Regions from separate parts of the Pan troglodytes genome. Here region 2 is linked to region 1. The links are chromatin contacts, called in public Hi-C maps. All regions are on one chromosome and are shown on one strand. Each heading gives the region's core, a stretch centred on a gene start, on an enhancer-like site or on the middle of the called end of the contact. The rest is flanking DNA. Distances are from core to core; before and after follow the strand shown.

Evidence for each region. Hi-C and Micro-C count contacts between places; a contact is called where the count stands out from the background.
Region 2: a Hi-C map of stem cell-derived neural progenitor cells shows a contact between it and region 1, with 10 times the contacts expected there. The contact joins the promoter of HIVEP2 here to the promoter of VTA1 in region 1. A contact is called at or near these places in 1 of 7 Hi-C or Micro-C datasets (stem cell-derived neural progenitor cells) and 1 of 1 datasets of contacts at active chromatin or transcription factors (stem cell-derived excitatory neurons).

Annotation. Positions count from the first base shown.
Region 1 is chr5:153,997,949-154,001,233 of NHGRI_mPanTro3-v2.0_pri, reverse strand. VTA1 (vesicle trafficking 1) reads right to left here and starts at 1,577. Exons shown (of 8, transcript XM_518771.7): 1 at 1,335-1,577. The coding sequence starts at 1,446. It overlaps NMBR (neuromedin B receptor), which reads left to right and starts at 1,429. Exons shown (of 3, transcript XM_016956393.4): 1 at 1,429-1,690. The coding sequence starts at 1,536.
Region 2 is chr5:154,798,207-154,801,491 of NHGRI_mPanTro3-v2.0_pri, reverse strand. It overlaps HIVEP2 (HIVEP zinc finger 2), which reads left to right and starts at 1,575. Exons shown (of 10, transcript XM_063813513.1): 1 at 1,575-1,774.

The DNA.
Region 1 (3,285 bases), core at 328-2,827:
CCTGCCACCACTACTCCTGATACTCTTATTCCTTTTCCTTGCTCTTTTTCATAAGCTTTTAATACTCTATGTATGATAGACCCTATATTGTTGAAACTCTCTACCTCCATTGTATGTAAGCTCCAAAAAATGCAGCAAATGTAGTCACAGCGCCTACTAATGCTTGATACAAAGGTAGCTCAATGAATGAATGAATGAACGAATGAATACTGAATGAATATGGACCCTGCTTGAGGAAACTGAAGAACAAGTATAATAAAAATGATGCTGTAAAATTTGAACAAAATGAAGTAATGCACAGAGAATAATCAATTTGCTGCCCACAGAAGAGGTGACATTTGGGTTAGATCTTGAATCATGAGTTTGCCAAGTGCAAGAAAAAGGTGCACATTCCAAGAGAGTGGAACATGGTAGGTCTGAAAAGGCCTTGCACATTTGAGAAACAGGGTACATTTGGAGTATGGCAGAGATAACAGTGACCAGATTTTAGCTAACCTTACAATATACACAACAATGGACGCATTATATCCAACTTCTCAACTCTAAATATCCTTTTCAGAATTATAATTGTCCAGTTACTTGTTTTATTTGCAGTAAAGAGTACAGAATACAAAATAAAGTTAACACAGAATTACTGGTACTCCCTTTACTCACTACAAGTTTGAGCAGAGTTAACCTATATTTTTTTAAATCAAACTGTAAATTCAACGTATAACACTCAAAGTGAAAATACTGCTTTCAAAGGTCTCAACAGCGGGTATTATTCAAAGAAGTCAAAACTAAAAATTCTGCATGGTAGGAGAGAGCAGCTGGGTGGGGAAAGGTCAAATTCAAGTGCTTATTTAGTAGCAGATACTCCCCATTTAACCAAATGAGTTTCTGATTGGGCTTGCATGCTGTCATAAATAATATTCACTTATTACTATGTTTTCAACTAGTCTATCGTCCTTTTATCCACATCACTCCTTCTTTCGGACACTCACCTTCGTTTTAAACCTAATTCAATTTATTTTCAGGATTCCTATTTGAGACAAGAGGCTCTTGTGTGTACACACACAGAGAAAACCTTGGAAGATTATATTCCACAGTTCAAGAGCCTGTGTAGTCAGTACTGGAGCATTTAAGCACAAGATAGGAGAAGCAGTGGACACCACGGTGTTTTGGGATTCCTACTGCCAGAGGGTGGGAACCCAGGGAGTTCCCTGGGTAGGCTCGAGGTCAAAGCTCAGGTTTAAAGCGAGGGGGGCGGGGCATGCCCCAAGAACCTCAGGGAGGTGTGTGGGCCCTAAAATGCAACTGGGAAAGAAGGGGCGCGGCCACTCGGAAAGACTCACAGTAATAAGCCACCACAGGGTCTCGCTTGTCATGCTCCTGAGCCGTCCTCAGATGATGCTGTATGCTCTTGAACTGTGCGGGGAGCGGGGGCAGCGGTGCAAGCGCGGCCATCTCTACTCCGAACTCACCACTTCCTACTCGCGCGCCACCGGCACTTCCGCTTCCGTCTGGGCGGTAGCGCGCACGAGCGTTCGGAGCAAATGCTGCCCACTCTTCCGTTGCTCAGCGACGTCAAGTCAACTACGGATCCCCAGCTGGGACAACCTCAGGGTGCTTGGCTCTCGGCGGTTAGAACCCACAGAAGACCCGAGCATTTTGGCGCTTATGCCGCGCATGGCGCTAGCGCTCTCTGCTGGTAGGAGGAAGGGTTTTTGTTTTGTTTTGCTTTTTTGTTTGGTTTGTTGTTTGTGGCAAAAGGAAGGATAGAAAAGGAAAAACAAGAAAATAATGTATGTTGACTGGGAGAAAGTATAAAGGCGAGAATTGCCTTTGGCGTCATTCAGGAATTACCACTTCCAGTTAATATGCCACATTAATATTCCATATAGCAGTGTCCTTTAGAAGCCTTTTTGATTTTAGAAACTTTAATTTCAATACTTGCATGAGAGAGAAATAATGTGTTTAAATTGTAAATTAAATTTTTCTATGTTGACATACTGGATAAAATAATCAGATTTCGCGCCAAATTAAGCTAAACATATGAAGCTTAAAGAAGATTGAACTTTTGTTCTCAGCTGGCTAGTACGTATTTTAGTGAATGAATAATCTGTAGATCACCTTTTTTTTTCTGGAGAGTGATTAACAATTTGTAAAGTATTTTCATATTTATTATCTTGTCTTAATGTAAGATAGGGTGTTTGGGACGTTTTCAACGCTGGTAACTCTTAACCATTGTGCAGTAGGCATCACTTTTCCTTCTACCCTCAATGACTTCAATTCTCTTCCTCTCCTCTCCATCCCATACTTACATCTTTCAGGACTGTACACTTTATTTACTTCCTCCAATAACCTTCTTTATTTTATCTCAGTCCTCAGTTTTGACAATTCGTCTTAAAACTAGTTTTCACTGAAATCACACTATCCCCAAGAGCCAAAATCTCCAGCTCGGAAATTCCCCTCTGCCTACTATTTTCTGATCACTCTCTCACCCCCAGAAGAAACCGCTCCATGTCCTCATATTATCCCACTCCACATACGTTGTCTAGACCTATTTGCAAAGTCCATCATCTTATTCTGGGTCGGGCTTTTTTACTCAGCCTGAAACTCAGTTCTGTCTTCTTCCCCAATCTCAGCGGCATATTTCCTACCACTGGAGAATGTATGGTTTCTTTCTCTTTCTCTTACTCCCACTATTTGGACTTTCCAGTCAAAAGTTGCTAGATTGGTAGAGAAATCAATGAAGAAAAGCAGAGTTGGATAACCATAACTGTTTTCTTTCTATACTCACAACTTTTCATTTATTTGTTTCCTATTACTTCTTGATTCTCAACTGCAGCTGCCCTTAAAGATCAACTTTAAAGCCCACTCCAGGCATTCTCACTTAATTGTTCTAGGTGGGATCCTAAATGTCAGTATCTTTAAAAGGTCCTCATGTAATTTTAATGTTACGTCTAGGGTTAAGGACCAGTGCTGTAGTCCACAGATGGTGTTTCAAACTTCTCTCGCTCTATTCAAGCTAGGCACTCAGCCCCAATTTCCTTGGTCTACAACAGCATTTCCTGCTACTGAGATTAAGGCCACCACCAGATATGAATTATTTTGCCTTGCCTCTACCACAACTTAAAGTAATAATAACTAGCTAGCAGCATTTGCTGAGCATCAACTATGTATCATGCATGTTTCTAGGGTCTTTATATTAATTTATTTAATTTGCACCACAACCCTATGAGGAACATATCATTATTATTTTACAGATGAGAAAAATAAGACACATAGAATCTAGATAACTTG
Region 2 (3,285 bases), core at 326-2,825, 800 kb before region 1:
GATGTCACCTAGTTACACATATTCATAATATTTTTACTTTACTTCAACTCAACGCAGGCTATCTTCTTTCCATCGTCATGACTCTGAAACAAAGTAATTATTTAAAATTTGTCAAATTGTGACTAAAACTCTTTTCAGGGATCCTCTTTGAAGGTGGGATCAAATCATCAAAATAGATGTATATCTGTCTGGTTTTCCTTAAAAAATATTTTAACTGACTACCGGAGTATCTTAATATTCCCATTATTCTCTTTAATCTAGTCTTTTAAAGAGGTATTTAAGGTTTCAACTAACATTCATTCTAGTGAAGCAAAACGCTGCCTGCTACTTGCCTTTGCTTAGTTTCTGGGAGCTTGGGCAGCTGCTGTTGTGTTTGTTGAAGGGAAATTGGATTCTTAAAGAAACTGCTTAATCTTCTCTATTAAGCAATTAAATAAAACGCTCTCTGGGAGTATGTAGCAGGTGGGTTTGAAAGTGAAAAAAATTTCAAAAATCACATTTTGTGTGTTAAATGGATGTTTAAAATGCAACTGCATACATTTAAAAGAAAATGATGATTGGGACAGTTTTTTAAATTAAAGGCTTCAAGTTAAGTTTAAAAAGGCTGGATATTAAAGAACCTATACAATGAAAGAAGAAGTTGCTTAAGTGGAAGTAGGCCCTGAATTTTAATGAGATCAACCTAAGAGAAGGACAAAGTGAAACTTAGGCCAAATTGTTCAGATTTTTCTCCTCTGAGAAAAAAATCGGTTAAAAAATGTATCACCGCTTTATTTTGCAGAGTTGCCCTTCACGGCACCGTCGCCATTGCATAGGGACCTCAAAAATACACTGATTGTGGGTCAGAATGAAAAACAAAACAAAACAAAACAAAAACGAAACCAGCAGCGCTATTCTCGCAGGCATTAAGGGGCTGCCCTTCCTTTGTAATGCACTCATTTTTAATGAAAAGAGAAGGGGATATTTTATATGTCCTGACATTTGGTCCCTTTCCGCGAAATTTGAAACTGGAGACACAAAACATTCCGCAGTTGCTGGTGAAATACCTGCTTTAAAAGCAGAACCACAGTTATTGTCTTTGGCCCGGAATTCCAGAGACTCATTTCCACCCCTCCCACGGAGTCACCTGCTCAGGGGGAACCCCGGCCAGAAAACCGGGTCGCGCCAGGTCAAATCTTGCGCGTCTCTTGTTTACTCCGCCCCGGGCAGGGCGGCGGCGCGGCCAGGGGGTGGGGAGGACCGCTGGGGCCCGCGGCGTCCTGGGCGCTCGGCTGGGCTCCGCAGGGTGCGGGGGCTGGGGCGCCCGCGAGGTGCTGCGCGCGGTCCCCGCTTGGCGGGGAGACCACCCGGAGGAGGCGCTCCGGGACCCGGCCCCCCTCCCCAGCAGTCACTCGTCGCGCTCGGGCACCGTGGCACCCTAGGAACCTCCCCCGAGGGTGCACACCAGTCCACACAGGCAGGGTAACGGCCCGAGGGAGCCCCGGTGTCACCCGGTTGTCGCCCGGCCGGGGAGGAAGCCCAGAGCTTCGGCTCCCACTCGCCTGGGATTCCCCCGCCCCCCGGCCCCGCTCTCCCAGGGTTGGTTGTGATTTCAACTCCGGTCCCTTCCGTGGAGAGGGAAGCGCACAGGCTGAAGGTGGCAGCTCGCCCCGAGGTTCCAGCGCGGCCCACCAGGAAACCGGCAGCTGCTCTTCGCGCCGCTGCCCACACCTATTTGAATCCCCTGGCGAGGGCGGGCCGCGGTCCCCGAACTGGGGGCGCCGGGGGCACCCTGGTGAGTGACCTCAGGGAAGGTAATCCGGGCGTTTCGAGCACGTGAATAGTTCGCGCGCCCGCAGGGGCACGGAAAGTGCTAGTAAAACACTACAAAGCTCCAGAAACCCAGCCAGGAGCCACAGTCTGATTTTGCTTTTCTTGACCGATAACATAATTGTGAGTAGAGGCAGGGGGCGAGGAGAGGCCAGGGATCCGGAGTACTGGTTCCAAATCTAAGGGCACTACTAATTATACAATTCCGTTCGTCAGGAAGGCAGACAACGATTCTCTGGGAAATGGGGAAGGGGTGGGGACGGAGGAGGTTTCCACATCCTTAAAGGAAATTCTCAGGCTCCTAGAGATGCCCAAGTTTTTTTGCATGACAAGTAGAGACCGGCTCTCCGGGGAGTTCCCCGCTCCGACCGAGCGAGTGCGCGGCCGCGATCTCCCCGCCCGCAGCGGCAGCCGTGGGGCCCGGCCCTGCCCTCCCGACTGCCTCCCTCCCCCGTCGCCCCGCGCGCCGCACATCCCTCTCTCGCTCACTGGCTCCAGACTGGTTTTTCTGGTTCAGCCTCCCTCCCTGGGACGCGCTGGGGGATCCGATGACGTCGCTGGCTGAGTCTCTCCCTCTTCCTCCCTCCCTCCCTCCGCCTCTCCCCCCGTCCGCCCTCGCCGCGCACTCCTCCTAGTAACTTCTGTTCGGGGAGGCGCTGCCAGGAATAACCCGGTGCGTCCACAGCCCGGGAGGGGAGGCGGCCGCTGCGGCTCCCGCACGCAGACAGCTGCGGCCCGGGCCTCGCGGCTCCCGCCTGAGCCCGGCGGCCCCTGCCCCGGGCCCATCTCCATACAGTGTCAGAAAAATAAATAAAGGCAAGAGGAGCCTGGGCTGGCGGTCGGGATCTCTTCCCTCCCTCCGCGCCCGCCCTCCCTCTGTCCTTAAGGAAATGCTACCAGACACCCCCCACCAGACACGCTCAGCCTTGGCGAGGAGCGGCCGCCGCTGCAGCGAGAACAAGGGCACCAGGGGGGTTTCCTCCCCCTCCTCCTCTCCCTCCTCCTCTCCGTCCTCCTTCTCCTCCTCCTCAGCGGTGACTTTCCAGGTGAGCGGCCGCCGCGGCTGCGAGGATCCCCCTCGCCCGCTGGGGCTCGGGCCGCCGCGTCGCGCCCTCCTCCCTCCCCTGTCACCCGGCGGCGGCCGGGAGCTGACAGCCGCCCGAGGGGCTCGCGGCCCGGAGGCGGGCGGCCGGCGGGAGGCGGGCTGGAGGTGAGGGGGTGGAGAGGAGGAGAGCGGGGCGCCGCCGAGCGCCGTCGTTCCCCGCAGGAGGGTCTCCGCACAAACATCTTCGGTGACTGTGGCACAAGTCTTTGCCAAGTTGTGTCTTGGACCTTGACGCTCCCCGGAGCCCAGAGCAACTTGGAGGGTCTCCCGGCTCGTTCACAGCGTTCCTCCACGTTTCGCGTCTGGGGTGCTGGGTGCAGCCTCGGGGTGCGCGGAGGGCGGACCGGCCACCGCGAGAGCGGAGCGGCGGG